3 separate regions of the Mus musculus genome follow, and regions 2 and 3 are each linked to region 1. A link is a contact called in public Hi-C data. All regions are on one chromosome and are shown on one strand. Each heading gives the region's core, a stretch centred on a gene start, on an enhancer-like site or on the middle of the called end of the contact. The rest is flanking DNA. Distances are from core to core; before and after follow the strand shown.

The links. Hi-C and Micro-C count contacts between places; a contact is called where the count stands out from the background.
Region 2: a Hi-C map of uterus shows a contact between it and region 1, with 2.3 times the contacts expected there. The contact joins two enhancer-like sites. A contact is called at or near these places in 7 of 484 Hi-C or Micro-C datasets (CD8 T cells, the HL-1 cell line, Th1 cells and 3 more) and 2 of 115 datasets of contacts at active chromatin or transcription factors (embryonic basal ganglia and embryonic stem cells).
Region 3: a contact with region 1 is called in a Hi-C map of uterus, with 2.0 times the contacts expected there. The contact joins two enhancer-like sites.

What each region holds. Positions count from the first base shown.
Region 1 is chr11:109,177,678-109,180,405 of GRCm38.p6, forward strand. No RefSeq gene overlaps it. Among named protein-coding and RNA genes, the nearest start is that of E030025P04Rik, 35 kb to the left of the region's middle. Within about 2 kb of position 1,319, at least 16 of the 459 cell types and tissues checked have an H3K27ac peak or open chromatin away from gene starts, as enhancers often do. A contact at or near this core is called in uterus, where this site is marked.
Region 2 is chr11:108,884,832-108,887,854 of GRCm38.p6, forward strand. All of the region lies in intron 2 of Gm46298 (a long non-coding RNA gene), which reads right to left. Among named protein-coding and RNA genes, the nearest start is that of Gm46298, 25 kb to the right of the region's middle. Within about 2 kb of position 1,745, at least 20 of the 459 cell types and tissues checked have an H3K27ac peak or open chromatin away from gene starts, as enhancers often do. A contact at or near this core is called in uterus, where this site is marked.
Region 3 is chr11:108,779,993-108,782,785 of GRCm38.p6, forward strand. The region is part of intron 23 of Cep112 (centrosomal protein 112); the gene reads left to right. Among named protein-coding and RNA genes, the nearest start is that of Cep112it, 36 kb to the right of the region's middle. Within about 2 kb of position 1,324, at least 17 of the 459 cell types and tissues checked have an H3K27ac peak or open chromatin away from gene starts, as enhancers often do. A contact at or near this core is called in uterus, where this site is marked.

The DNA.
Region 1 (2,728 bases), core at 69-2,568:
TTCACACGATGAGCCATCCCACTGGCCTGAGTTATAACAATTTTCAGAAACATTTGACTTAAAGCCAAGAGACAAGCCCCACCCCAGACTTGCCATGAGCAATAACTCCGCCCAGGAGGGAGGTGGTATGTGTGTGCATATGTGTATTTATTCAGTTCCCTTCATGGTTTTGACCTGCCGTGACCCTCCCTGAAAGCGAAGGTGAATTAAAATGAAATCGTGTGGAATGATGAGATCTTAACAATCCTCTTCACTTCCTCTGCCTCGTGGTGATGTCATGCTCTACCCGGCACTCCCCAGGCTGATTCACTGATGACTTACAACTCCATGGCAGGCAGTAAGCTCTAAAGGGGTTAATGTCGCTTGCCCTACATGACCAGTGGCAGCATTAGGGTGTGGATGCTAAGGCCCCTGAGCTTCCCTAAGCCAGAAGCCCTCCGGTCCCCTGGTGGACCATGTTCCTGTCCACACATCTCAGGAAGGAAGAAATCCCAGCTTCCAGGATGTGGCCTCCCTTCTTCTAAAGTGTTCCCCACCCACACAGTGACTCTTCCTGTGATAAATGGTGGCTCCTCTTGATGCCCTGAAACAGGCCTGTTCTCAGTGACCACATCTCTACAGCCTTTCCAATTTGAAAGAATCTGGTTTCCGAGTCCCCTAGTTGCTTCTTTAGTGGGGCTTGGACAGGTGAGTGGTGAAGGCCATGCAGGTTTGTAGCCAATGTCTCCTGATAGCCTGGTCCCCTGTAGATAAATAAAAGTTCCTGAGTGTCCAGAAGGATGTAGGCCATAGCACAGTGCACACTGCTTAGCCGGTGTTGATTAACGCGTGTCCAACAAGGTGCCATACCAAATAGTTCTAATGTCTATCTTGTGGCAGGTCTCTCTCTCCTGGACTCTCATTTAAATGGTCCAACAACCCTGTAATGGCATTAGATCTTCAGTTCACAGGGTAGGAAGCAGAGACTGGGGCATTTGCCCAAAGCCCTACAGCTAGAATAAGAGTAGAGAATCAAACCCAGACTCTGCCTCCCTCCTGGGGATGTGAATTTCCTCCTAACCTGCCACCTTTGACCATGCTCCCTACAGAACTGGCCCTCTCTTGGGGCTTCTTTGGCCTGCTGGCTCCTTCCCTCTGTGCACACCTGTCCGTCGCTCTGTCCCTACACTTTGTCTTGTGTTTCTAATCTTCACTATTCCCCCTGAACCCTAACGTGTCTCTCCTCCCTTCTCCCAAGAAGGCAGCCCCAGGAACCCTCAGAACACTCCCAGGCAGCCTGTTACAGGAAGAGTTAGCTTTCCAGACCTGCTTTCTGGTTCATGTCACCTAACTGTGTAGCAGAGCCACCTACTGGCTATCCTAAGCAGAGGGCCCAGAAGCCCTGGGAACCCGCCCAGGTTCTTCAACCTGGTGCACACAGCAGTTTTTATAAAACTCCCTCTTCATTCTTCTCTATTCTCAGCCTGAACTAAGAAGACCAGAGAGGACCTTTATCCTTTGTCTTTGTCATCCTGCCCTAAAGACAAAAATCAAAGGGAAGGGACAGCTTTGATGAGAAAGCATCAGCCACTATGTGAGGTTGATCATAGCGTGGCCAAAACGTCCAGAAGGCTCTGGGCAGAAGCATTCACAGGCAGATGGACAATGGGTGACTTTCTGGAACGCAGACGGAGGAACAAGATGGCTCAGGGCAGGCTGACCTGCTGTAGGCTGTGCTCTGAATGGGTAAAACAATCCCTGGGGCATTCTCTCTGTCTCTCTGTCTCTCTGTCTCTCTGTCTCTCTGTCTCTCTGTCTCTCTCTCTCTCTCTCTCTCTCTCTCTCTCTCTCTCTCTCTTCTGGTGAGCTGATGTCATTCAAATAAAATACAGTTCCAACGTTGAGCTATGGGGAGGAGAGAGACAGAGAGATAGCCACATGCTAGAAACTCACCTCACCAACCTACAAGACAGTCAAGGAGATAGTGTCCCAGAAAGAGGGTTTCTTGGGCTTCCTTGGGGCATCATGAGATAGCCATGGATGCTTCTTTGATGGAGGTTTAATGGGATGGGATCAGAGCACTGAGCCTGGGGTACCCCAGAAGGAAGAGCAGGGCTGAACAACTGATGGAGCAGCTCTAGGGCAGTTACGCAGGAGGACTGTGTAACCAGCTGTCGCAGGAACTCAGGCGAACCAACCTCAGTTCCCACTATCCACGTAAGGTTGGTTCCCAGCAACCACGTTGGGCAGCTGTGCACATATGCCTGCATACACCCCAACACACTAAAGAATAGAAAGGAATAGATGAAACGGATGTCATAGAATACTTGAATTACCCAAGAAGATGCAAAGTACTGTTCTTTTAACATGGAATCAATGCTTTAAAATTGTCAATGAGGTGTGTTACATTTACCATCAGACTGGCTGACCAAACTCTGGGGTCTATTTGGTTGTCAGAGCACACATCTCAGGTTGGACCATATCTGACCTGCATGTGGCTGCTGGCCACATGGTAGAGGATGCTGACCTCCACACACATTGCCTTTCCTACCTGAACAACTTCAGTCCCTGGGGACAATCGGGACAGTTTGGATGCTCACACTTTAAAATGAAAGGTGCCACTGGCCTCCTGTGGGTAGAGAAGAAAGACACGTAAGACAGACACCCCCACAAGGAGGATTGATAAGTTTTCCACATCACCAGGGAACTCAACACTTCCCGTAATGCTAGAGGATGGTCAGAGCCGAGT
Region 2 (3,023 bases), core at 495-2,994, 290 kb before region 1:
AAATCCTTTTCAACACATGCTATTGTTGTGGGGGTTTTTTGTTGTTGTTGTTTTGGTGTGTGTGTGTGTGTGTGTGTGTGTGTGTGTGTGTGTGTGTGTGTGTGTAAAAGAGTGTGTGTTTAATGTAAGCCCTTCTGGTGGATGTCCAGGGTTAGATCATCGTGGCATTAATTTACATTGCCTTGGTGAAGGATGGTTGGCCATGAAGAACTGGACGTGTGTGCCAGCAGCTAGTGTCACCTCGGTGTGTGGCAGGAACTTGGTGTCTGTTGGATTGGAAGGAGTACTCTCTTCCTTGAAGTTCAGCTTGGCAGGAATGTGGAGTAGACCACGAGTCAGAACTGGCAACTGGGCAGAAATGGAGCTATCTCCAAAACTACAAAGAAACGAATAACGAATTAAAAATGAATAAATAATCTCTTAAAGAAAAGGAATTCCCCCTACCATAAAGCTCTGTCTTTGAAATAGAGGCATCCGCACCTACATCTTTAAGCCAGGAGACAAAGGATTGAACATTTTCCAACTGTCCTTCACTGTGTAGCATGGCCACCTGCTCAGGGTTGCCTTCATACATTGGCTCTGGGAGGAGACGTGGCCGTCCATGGTCATTAAACCAAGATGGTAGCGGGACTAACTCAGGTCACGTGGCTGATTCCAGTCACGTGGCAGACTCCAGCCCTCGCTGCCCTCCAGCTCCTGGTGTTGTTGGAGCACCGTAGCTTGCTGCCAGGTGGCAGAATTGTGGGAGGGTTTGCCTGGGGAAGGAAGGCCTGCTCGCTCTTCACCCCCACCTCAACATTAATCACGTCGCAAGCTGCCAGCCTATTATGAGCTGCATTCCTCGACGGCCCCGTGTTTTAATCAGGCCTTCGCTCTCCTGGAAGGTCGGAACACAATGTGCGGATTCACCAGACAGGATTACAGACGGGGCTTTTTCTTCCCTGCACTGGGGCCAGAGGGGTTTGTGTGCATTTCTGCTCCAGTGCAGCGTCTCCCAGGAGGTTTTCACTTTCTAAGAAGGATGCTACCCACTGAGCTATTCACAGTGGGTAAATGAGAAAATGGGTTAATAAAATACATGCCAGAGAGAAGGAAAATCAGATTAGGGAGCTGATGTTTAGGGCCAGAGTACTTTGCTGGGCCCCAGGGGGAAAAAATAGAACGAGATGATTTTTTTTTTGAGCCAAAGGACACCATGTTCAGAATTTCACCACTAATCCAATTTCTGTATTCTATCAGGTATTCTACCACCAACTCTTTAAAAGTTTAGCTCTTAGACCAGCTCCCAGTCCCACTTAATGTGTACATTTTCAACTTCAAAGACGGGGCTTGACTACACAACACCATCCTCTGTAACACGAGTGTGCTGTGTTCAGTGTTGTGTTCCTATCATATCCGTGGTTTTTAGGGTTTCTCACCCCTAAGGGCTCCACAGCTATGAGCTCATGCCATAGAGCAGTGTTTCTCAACCTGTGGGTTCCGACTGACCGTCCCCCCCCATCAAAACCACAGATATTTATGTTGCGATGTCATAATAGTAACAAAATTACAGTCACAAAGCAACAAAAGTAATTTTTATCTCGGGGGGGGGGGGGGGGTCACCACAACGTGAGGAGCTGTCTTAAAGGGTCACAGCAGTAGAAAGGTTGAGACGAGCTGCCTTAGAGAAACACAGGATATAGTGGTGTCTATAATCCCAACACTCTTTGGAAGGCTATGGCGGAAAGATTATGAGTTCTAGGGCCAACCTGTGCTTAGGTTTTGAGCTGATGATACATCATCCAAGAAGTATGTGATGTTCGAGCCAGCAGCCAGCACCACATGCCGGCTTCTTTGGTGAGCAGGCGATGATAATAATCTTTCTCCCTAACACAAGGAGAGGAACGGAAGCTATGGGGAAGTTGAGAACTGAGAGTTTCATCCACTAAGACTTTCCTCCAAACTTTCAAGCTGAAAGGGTTTTGAAGAGTTCCAAGCATGTTTTTGCAAAGACGTTAAAAAAGAAGAAAGGTTAAATATAAAACTTGAAGCTTGGCAGGCAGTATTCCCTGAACTCAATGCATTGCTTGTGGTATTTTGGAAAAAAAAAGAAAGAAAGAAAGAAAGAAAAGAATTCTGCTTTGAAAATGTCATCCACTAAAGAAGTTTGGGAAGTTTTTTTTTTTTTTTTTCTAGCTGACTCCGATTTAACTGAATGGATGGCTTGACTGTTCTTTAAAGTCATTTCCGACTGTTCCAAACGCTGCCTCTTTTTGAGAACAACAGAAGACCTACCCTACAGGACGTTCCAGTAAAACAGGGTAGGTGGGAAGACATTTCCATTTCAATGGAAAACTGAGATAATTACAAAAATGCCAAGACTCTAAGGCTCATACCCAAACTGCTTCTCCATAGCTGTGGGGACAGATGCCCTTCAGCTACTCCAGGGAACTCCCCAGTGTGACATCGGTGATTCACAGGAGCCCCTCAAAGGCAAGGGGCTTCTGGGTAGAGTGGCCATTGTCCATCCAGTCAGTGTGGCTGCTTTCGGGAAAGCATGGGGCCTGTGTTTCTTCTCCAAGCTCTCATGGCCATGCTTCCCTCTTCCCCCACAATGCCTCAGAGACCAGAGAATGTGCTCTCATGTACCTCACTCGTCTTCTTTGGTGTCGGGACAGCAATCTCTTTAAAATATCCATCTCTTTTAAAATCCAAAGTCTTTTTACAATTAAAAGTCTCTTAACTGTGGGCTCCACTAAAACAGTTTCTTCCTTCAAGAGGGAAAATATCAGGGCACAGTCACAATCAAAAGCAAAAGTCAATCTCCAACCGTCCAATGTCTGGGATCCAACTTACGATCTTCTGGGCTCCTCCAAGGGCTTGGGTCACTTCTCCAGCCATGCCCTTTGTAGCACACGTGTCATCCTCTAGGCTCCAGATGCCTGTACTCCACTGCTGCTGCTGCTCTTGGTAGTCATCTCATGGTACTGGCATCTCCAAAACACTGCATGACCCCTTCAGTCCTGGGCCATCAATTGCAACTG
Region 3 (2,793 bases), core at 74-2,573, 400 kb before region 1:
TGTGTGTGCTTTCCCAACAACAAATATAGAATTAATATATAGAGATGTATTAATTTGTAATATTACAAAATGTTAGTGAGGAAAACTAGAGTGTTAATAGACGGTTCTAGTGCCGTGAATAATTCTGCATAAATGTGCTTTCTAAATCAGGAGCAATGGCTCAGTTCTAGCTTTTATCCATTATACAACATGAAATGAAGCAGCTTCATGTGAAATTTCTAAGGAACTGAATCAGAGTCAATCAAATACACAAATGATGTGTAATATTTTACATGGATTTTTTTTCAAAAATCTTATTATTGGAAAATCAGAGTTCTGCCACCCAAAAGGAGGACTGTTGCCATCACGCCGCCTTGACAGAAACTAAAGCTTTGGAGCAGCACAGAACGGGATGGAGTGCTGGGCCGGGTACAGAGAGCGATGCTTTAGTGTTGGAAGCACAGAAGAAAGAGTGGTCTATAAACAAAGAAGCTGCCCCCATTTTTTTCAAGAGACTTAGAACCCTTTTCCTTTTATGTCTGTCACTTGCTCCAGGACTCTTCCTAAAGCCCTCTAACCACCTACATAAATATTCATATGGCTGTTCAGCATCTCATTAATAAAACAAGATTTGGTGGTAAAATGTTTCAGAGTACCAGATGATTTGCATCTCACCCTTGTTTAACTTTAAATCTCAAGCAATTAATAAATTAGACTCGAGAGCTTTTTAAGAAGTTACTTGTACATGCACCACAAATTGCATTATTTTTATGTGTAAATAACGATGAAAGGGGAGACTGTTCCTTTGATGTCTATAAACTACACTGTAAAATATGCAGAAACATTCTTGAGTTTAGTTGGAGCCAAAACAAATAGGCTAGTTCATCAAACAAGGCAACAGCATTCTCAGAAACCAGCGTGATTTTCCTCTCTTTGCAATTGCTTCTTCCATCTTTTATTCTCTTGCCATTCCTAGCGGCAGATTCATTCCAAGTTCAAAAGTGATGTTAGCCGGCATTTCCTCATCCAGAACACTGGTCTCTGCGGATTCTTCCTGATAAAATTGGCTTCCTATACAAGGCTCGCCCGAGCTCAGCTGGACCTTGGCTTTCCTGTAGTGAGTCATCCTTCTCCCTGGAAATCCACCATTGCTTCAACACTGATGACTCCAGACGTTAGTGGACACTACTGTCCCTGCATGAAATGCTTACCTCTTTTCCTCCAAGCTGACTTATTTCGTTTGAAAATTTGTATCATATTTGTTTTATTCTGTACACCTTACACATTGGAGGCTAGGGGTTAATTTGGGGTAGTCAGTTCTCTCCTTCCACCATGTGGGTCTAAAGAATCAAACTCCAGTCCTCAAGCTTAGCAACAAGCACCTTTACCTGCTGAGCTGTCTCCCTGGCTGTCCTTTTTTTTTAATTGTGTCAGCAAAGTTTTGTTTACAAAGTCATTGAGTTGGGCCTCATCCTCTCTTCGGTGTGGTTAATAAATGGCACTTCTACCATTTATTAGTACCAGAACTTGGGGGTTAGGGGCCAGAGGTAGGCAGATCTCTGTGAATTTGAGGTCTATAAGGCAAGTTCCAGGACAGCCATCTACATTCTCTGTGAGGTTTGACAGTGGGCATTCCTCCATGTGTTCCACCTAGCCTGGTTTCAACCCTACTGCCTGCAAGTCTGCCTAGTCATTCCTTGGCCTGGTGCTTTTTTGTAGAACTCTGATCTCTTCAAATACCATGCTTGTCATCAGATTCCCTGTCCCACTTCGGTCAAGCTTTTATCTGTATCCTCTGCCTTCCTAATGGCAGCTTTCTAGCCAAACCCGCCATCCCTCTACCCTTGGACCTCACTCCTCCCAACTCTTTCTTGTCTATGTTTAGGGAGCAGAGCATTAAGTAAAGTGAATTTCTCTGAATCTGTTTCATTCTCTTACTAAAAGGAGTCTTAGGGGGCTGACCTTCTGACCTCCCTCTTACCCCACTCTGGTCTCTCTTTTCACAAGGGCAGATCTTGAACCTTGCGCCTACCTCCAAACAGTCTGACCCTTCCAGCGTAGCTGTTGGCAGCGTCCCGCCTCTGACTGGACTGGAAGCCTGTGCTCATTCACTCATTCAGATATACATGAACATGACCAAAATACAAGAGTTGTGCAAATGGGGGCGATCTTTCTCACCATCCACTGTGTTTCCTGTGACTTGGGCAGAACCTCTCCTTGACTTAACGTGGAGCTCAGCCAGGCCATTTCGTCCATATACTAAGAAATAAGTATTTCCTTCAATAGTTGGCTGTGTGTTTCTTTATGATCCTTCCTCCTCAACATCCTCCCCTTTCTTCTCCCCCTCATCTCTTTCTCCTCCTTTTTCTTCTTCATAAACAAGTGTTGAAGACCAATTTAGGAAAGAGGTCATACTTTGAAAGGCAGCTTTCAGGATAGTTCATCGAATTTAAAGGCCATTCCCAAGGAAGGAAATGCTAATCAATAACCATCTCTTGCTGGCTCCCCAATGTGGACATTCCACAAAGATTAATGCCAAGATTGATTTGCAAAAGAGCCTGAGGAGTTTGTTTTCTAAGAGGAAACCAATTATTCTGAGAATCCAGTTCAAATGACAGTTTCTATGATGTCAAAGAATCGATGTGTAAATGAACAACTCAGTCTGGCAGGGTTCTCTGTTTTTAGAAGGACCAAGGCATCATGGGCTGAACAGCAGATCTCTAAGCAGTGCATTAACCTGGTCAGGTCGGATGTGTCTGGGAAACCCAATCTTCTCAGACCTGCTGCCCCTTCATCCTTCTTAAGGTTTAGAGA